Regions from separate parts of the Zea mays genome. Here region 1 is linked to region 2. A link is a contact called in public Hi-C data. All regions are on one chromosome and are shown on one strand. The core of a region is the stretch at or near the end of the contact, and the rest is flanking DNA. Distances in the headings are between cores, read along the strand shown. Region 1 holds the start of LOC100216889 (putative membrane-associated kinase regulator 4). Region 2 holds the start of LOC103635765 (ras-related protein RABE1c).

Region 1 (3,228 bases), core at 37-2,536, 290 kb after region 2:
ACGGAGGCCAGCTGCTGGGACCTCTTGCAGTAGGCGATGAGCCCCTGGACGGGGTTCTCCACCTCCGAGCTCGCGCTGCTGCTCCTCCTCAGCGTCGGCCCCACGCCGCCGTCGGACGACCCGCTCGAGGTCCGGACCGACGAGGAGGCCGATGAGGAGGAGCACGAGGACGGCGGCAGCGCGGGGACGGGGGACGTCTTGTTCGACGGAGAGTAGCGGACGATGACGCTGGAGAAGGAGCGCCTGTGCGCCCCGTGCTCGCGTTCCTTGCACCGCCCTCCAGCGGCAGCGGCAGCGGCGCGGCTGGTGCCACCGTGAGAGGCGACGCACCTGGTGTTCATTCTGGTCTGGGCGAACGGGTTCTTTGTCCACGCCCTGAGGTGGCCGTGGCCATGGGCGGCGATCTCCTCCCGCGCGCCCCTCGCGGCGACGGCGCCAAGACCGCTCTTCTCGTCGGCCGGGCTCCCCGGCCTGGCCGCGAACAAGATGGTCTTGAGGTACGCCTTGGACGCCCTGAGCCGGAGGCCCAGGTTGAGCTGCCTCATGAACCGTAGCCTCCTGGACCACGGCTTCCTCGGCGCCGCGGCGGCGTCCTCCGCCAGCGCCAGGCCGGCCGCGTACTCCTGGAAGTACTCCTCGACGTTGAGCTCCCCGCTGGCGTAGCCGTAGCCGTAGCACGACGAGTTGGCCGGCGACGCGTTGCACGACTCGTACGGCGTCGCCGGGGCCGTGCTGCTGACGCCGCGGAACAGGAGCTCCCTGTCCCTGTCCCTGTCCCTGCCGCGGCCCCGGCCCCGGCCGTCCAGGAGCTCCTCCACCATCTGGATGCGCGGCGGCAGGTGCAGCGGCAGCAGCTTCCCCTTGTAGAAGAGCTCGTCTGCCGGCGACGCAGCCAGGGTCTCGCCCCACCGGTCCAGCGGCGCCGACATGAACTCGAACTCATGCGCCACGGGCGTCCTGGCCGCGGCAGAGCTCAGGTCCATGTCGATGAAATCCTCATCCTCTTGCTCTTCCTCATCCTCCTCCTCCTCCTCCTCCCGTTGCCGCTGCAGTACCTCTCCACCCCACTCCTCTCGCCTTCCCGCCATTGCTCCTCCAACGTATCCCTAATTCGCCTGCCCGAACGCCCGAACCGGAGTGCTGAGTGCTGCGGCGTGGCGTGCGTCTGCGATGATTCGGTGCTAAAAACGGCAGAGGAATCGATGGAGTGGGGTTTATTTATATATAATTTTGCTAACAAGGCTCGTGCTTTACAGGGGCCCCGCCCCGCCGGCCCGCCCTACCGTCTCCTCCCGCATGATCTGCTTCTTGTTCGCGTCTCGGGCTCTCGGCCATCTCCCTGTCCCTGCCGCTGCACGAGCACGAAGCCAACAGCAACAGCAACAGCAACAGTGGCCCTGGCCGTCGCTGTCCTCCGGGTGTCGCTCACTCATCGCTCCATCCCTGGCTTTGGCGCCTTCTTTTCTGATGAAAACCCGGCTTTGGTTTGGTTTGGTGGCGCCTCTGCCCTGCCTGCTGCTCTTTCTGCAGACTGACAGCATGCTTCTCGTCTTTCCATGGCTGCCTCGTGCCATTTCATATCACTCCTATGCCACGTACAGCAAAGTGCACTATTGGTACTAGAAGTAGAAAATAATGTTTGTTTCATTGGATCGCTGTAGGATGCGGCAATGATCGTAACTAGTGCCTGGGCGAGTTACGAGCGGTACGGACGATACGCAGGATCTGTGCTGGGATTCCTTGGGGTGCTGGAATTTCAATCCTCTCGACTCTTACTACTAGTTGTTTATCTCGCTCTTTTACCTATGATGACGAGGAACTCTACGTTCTGCCCTTTTAACTATAGAAAATCATCTAATAAATAACTAACTCACGTGATGGTTTTGGATATAAGTTTACTGACATTGTACATTAAAAAGTCTACATAGCTCCTAACAAAAATAGTTAATTGTATAACCTACTCAAAGATACTCTCTCCGTCATAAAAAATAGTTCTCTCTAGCAGTTTTTTCCGTCCATATTCCAATAAATGATAATGCATATAGATATATATACAAACTACATCTATAAATTAATTAATGAATATACGTTTAGTCTAAACAAAAATCTTTATTCAAGTACTAGTCTTTTTCCCTATTGGTGCAAAATTGAAAGCTGCTCTGACCTTTTTATTTTAGCGGAATTTTCGGATGGAACAGTGCATATATATATATATATATATATATATATATATATATATATATATATATATATATATATATATATATATATATATATATATATATATATATATATATGGCAGGTATAACGGGAGCCCTGGGCTTCCAATAGTTAAAGAAAGTCTAGGCCGACCACCGTGCAAACTGGTTCACCCAGCACGCCCAAACAGGCTGTCGGGTGCGCCACCTGCTCCACGTCTGTTAGCGCAAAAAAAGGAATGCATGCATGAGTCAAACACGATCCAATGCATGCGCATAAATTTAGGAAAGATATGTGCGGCAGTTTCTGTTTTTAAATCATTTATTTCCTCCATAAATTTAGGATCGCTGCAACAGCCATGCAGCTAGACGCGTAAGGACCATTTTATGATATATACTGAGACTAAATATGCTACATTGTGTTAATAATTATGCAATTCGATATACTGCGTAAAAATCTGTTACCAGCTGCATACACACGAATTTATGATAAAATTAATGTGCAATGAAAGGAAATGAATTACACGCATAGAAACAAAAAATCGTATTTAATGTTTTATTTCCTTCATAAATATAAGATCCCTCCAACAGCCGTGCAGCTAAAACACATTAAATCTAGTTTATGATATATACTGATACAAATTATACTACATGGTGTAGGTATTTATGCAATTCGTTACACTGCGTAAAAAATCTGGCATGTTGTTCACTGGTGGACGCACCTCCGGGTTGGAGCGTAATAACCTTAAGTTTTGAGCATAAAATCCCTCAATTATAAGCGTATATACCGAGCCAATGTGAGAGGTTGATAGCTCTAGTAGGTTGTTATTACGATCCTATTTTTATGGCAGATCCGAAAAACATGGCAGCCGCATGCATGCGGTTATACAGATCCTAAAATTATGGCAAAATGCATGCATGAGTCAAACACGTTCCCTTGCATGCGCGTAAATTTAGGAAAGATATGTGTGGCGGTTTCTATTTTAAATGTTTTATTTCCTCCATAAATTTAGGATCGCTGCAACAGACA
Region 2 (3,264 bases), core at 237-2,736:
CATCACCATTGTGTGCCGAGAAACACTTTGTCGGTCTCAGCAAAAGATGTCCAGGAAAGATGGAAATATAGATAATAAAATCTAAAATAGAGAGAACACGACAATGCTCTTATTTAGTTGAGGCATATTTCCTGGCTATATAAGCCTTAGCCAAATTTCCGTAGAGGCAGTTTCCAACCCAGGATTTTTCATTCAACAGTTCGCTGCTCCGTCTAACACCCAGCAGCTGCCACTTTTACAAGTTATCCGCCCCACAAAAACTCACAGCGTGTTTCATACAATTCATGGTTACATGGTACACACTCACAAGCAAATAATTATAGAAGATAGAACAGCAAGCAACATCACAATAAATAATTCTACATTGTCTAAAGCCCCTAAAGTGGGTGCAGTTTGAAGTGAATATTGTAGTCTCTGCTCAATGCAATAATGGGTAAAACAAGTAATCACTTAACCAGGAAGCATCAATTCAATTATTCAACATGTCAACCTTTGAACCAGTCTACCATCTTAATCTGCAGAGTAACATTTCCACAAGACTATTTCCAATGGGCTTATTCCTTGAACCGAAGAGTTTCCACGAATGAATGCTCATCATCAAAGGAAAAAAAACACTCACAAGTCACAGCAACTCAAAGTGAATGTTCAAAACTCACAGAAAAACACAATCCATCCTTCTCACTAGTGCACAATTCCGATGATGCTAATAACCTACTGATTAACGTATGGTACGCTAGGTTACGTTAGTCCGAAAGCACAAAGGATTGAAGGACCAGCAAGCAAGCAACATCCCATCCGCTCTCTACCACAGACGGAAGACGGATCAATCGAGGGAACACGACCACGGGCAACATGAGCAAGATCCACACTGCGCATATGCACGAATCCAACTCCGATCCCTAGAACGCGAGCGCGCGAACGGCGTTACGCCCTTATACAACCGTTTACTGAGACAAAGAGATCTAGCAGCACCCACCGCTATCCCCAATGAGAAGAAGCTTGATAAGGTAGTCGTAGTCGGCCCGGGCCCTCGCCGGCGGCGCCGCCATGCCGCCCTTCCTCTCCCTCCTACTGCCCGGCGCGCGCCCACCGGTCCCGGCCTGCAGAGAGAACGCACGCTTCGTGAGCAAACAGAAGAGAAGAGGGAATGGTGGCGACGGGGCGGAACGGAGGCGCTCACCTGCGGGCGTGGGGTGCGGGTTCGAGCAGCGGGCGGTGCCGGATCTGGGGGCGGCGCAAAGAGGGGAGCGAGATGAGAAGACGGCAAATTTTCGGGGGTAAACAAGTCGGGTGATGGTTTGATTTGTTATGATGGGCCGGGTCACGGGGTCAGTCACTTGCACTGGAAGCAGGGTTGGGTTACTTGCGGTGCAGTGCAGGTGTTTAACACTTTACTTTAACCCGAGGCGCTCAGCCACCTACCGGTGAAGTGGTGATCTGCCGGACGCTATTCTGCGCTAATGGAGATGCCGGCCACAATACAATTTCAGCTAGTAGTACGTGCTATGAGAACTTGTGGAAGATAAGGTCATTCTCAGTAGGATGCTGTGACACATCATCACTCTTAATAACATGTAAGTACAATTAAAAGAAAATATACAGAAAGAATTTTATGGGAGAGGGTAGAGTTTTATGAGGATAAAACTTACACGATTACTTAGTTTAAATCTGATGTGTCAATATTGAAACAGTGCATTGAAACTCATCACTAATAATGAATTAATAGTACATTAATATATTATTGGCCTACTTCCGTTGTATGGTGTCATACTCATTTGATACATGACATATATGATGAAAAATTGATTGGGTATATGAGTAAAGAGAAAAGAGAACAAGGGAGATACCACTTAGACACAAGATCATATGCATTAAAACATGAACCACCTAAGGCTCTGTTTGTTTGAGCTTCTTGTTAGCTTCCTAGTGTGAAAAGACATATGGTAAAACAAGCAAATATCTGTTTAGTTTAGCTTCCAAAAAGCCAAAAGCTCTAAAAAACTGAGTTTACATGAAAACCTGAGAATAGGGCTGGAAAACAAGCTCAAGACTCGTGTGCCGACTCGAGTTCGAAGTAGCTCGGCTCAACACTAGGTTTTTAAGCTCACTGGTGCAAGCCGACTCATTCTAGCTCGCAAGTTGCACCAATTTAATCAATCTATACAATGATGATTGATATTGAATAATTTTATAAATATTCATCTCGGTTTCTTAGTCTTTAATGATGGATATATGATAACTTATAATTTAGATTAGTCATAATGTTGAATGTTGATTCTATATTCACATTTATAGGCTATTAATTCACTATATAATATGACATTATTTATCAAAGTGCATCTCGTGATCTGTGCCGGCTCACGAGCCAACATCGAGAAGAGTCGAGTCTCCTTTTGCAACTCGTTGAATGGGCGAGCTGAGGTCGGTCAGTTAGTGAGCCGAAGCCTGATTTTATGGGGTTTTCTAGATGCCTAAGTTTAAAAGTTAATAGCATCACCGAAAAGCTATTGGCTTATCGGGATTAAAAGCCTTGTCGTAGCTTTTTTTAGAAAAGCTCCAAAAACTGTAATTTAGTTGTTTTGTGGGACTATAAAACAACATATGATACTATACATTGAAACAATTATATCTTCTATATTAACATACGATGTGGCAATTTATGATATCGTGACAAGAAACAATGGAATAGGAATAACCTTAGTAATTGTTCTATTCAGAAATGTAAGTCCATCAATTTTTGTTGACATTTGACCATTATAAAAGTTACATATTCTCTATATCCTTAAATAAATACAATCATGTCGATGCTTAATAAGTTTAGAACATATTAGTATGTTAAATAAAAGATCAGACTACCTTTCGTTAACTGAAACGGTTGCATATTGATCTGTGATTGTTCTAAAAAGATAGTAATTATTGTATCTGTTCATAAATATATGACATTGTTTAACTTTTTTTAAAAAACTTTAATCACTCGTCTTATTCAAAGTATTTATTCAAAGATGTAAAATTTTAAGTTAAGCATAAACTATCTTAAGTGATAAAACAAATCACAAAAAATAAATAATAATTTGTTATTTTTTAATAAGTCGAGTAGTTAAAGTTTTTTTTAAAAAAGTTAACGATATAATATATTTATGAACGGAGTCTCGACTCTTCCTGATATCTGCCCAATGCCATTACTCGTGTCGTCGTCAGCCTCCATGCGTCTCTCCCTTCGAAAACTTCATTCACTCGACAGCGGCTTCTCCATCAACGCAGTTA

Evidence for each region. A called contact is a pair of places that touch in the nucleus more often than the background predicts.
Region 1: a Hi-C map of ear shows a contact between it and region 2, with 2.3 times the contacts expected there. The contact joins the promoter of LOC100216889 here to the promoter of LOC103635765 in region 2. A contact is called at or near these places in 3 of 25 Hi-C or Micro-C datasets (ear, leaf and tassel).

Annotation. Positions count from the first base shown.
Region 1 is chr8:119,766,344-119,769,571 of Zm-B73-REFERENCE-NAM-5.0, forward strand. LOC100216889 (putative membrane-associated kinase regulator 4) reads right to left here and starts at 1,287. Exons shown (of 1, transcript NM_001143276.1): 1 at 1-1,287. The coding sequence starts at 1,088.
Region 2 is chr8:119,479,897-119,483,160 of Zm-B73-REFERENCE-NAM-5.0, forward strand. LOC103635765 (ras-related protein RABE1c) reads right to left here and starts at 1,487. Exons shown (of 9, transcript XM_008658144.4): 1 at 1,181-1,487; 2 at 977-1,100. The coding sequence starts at 1,049.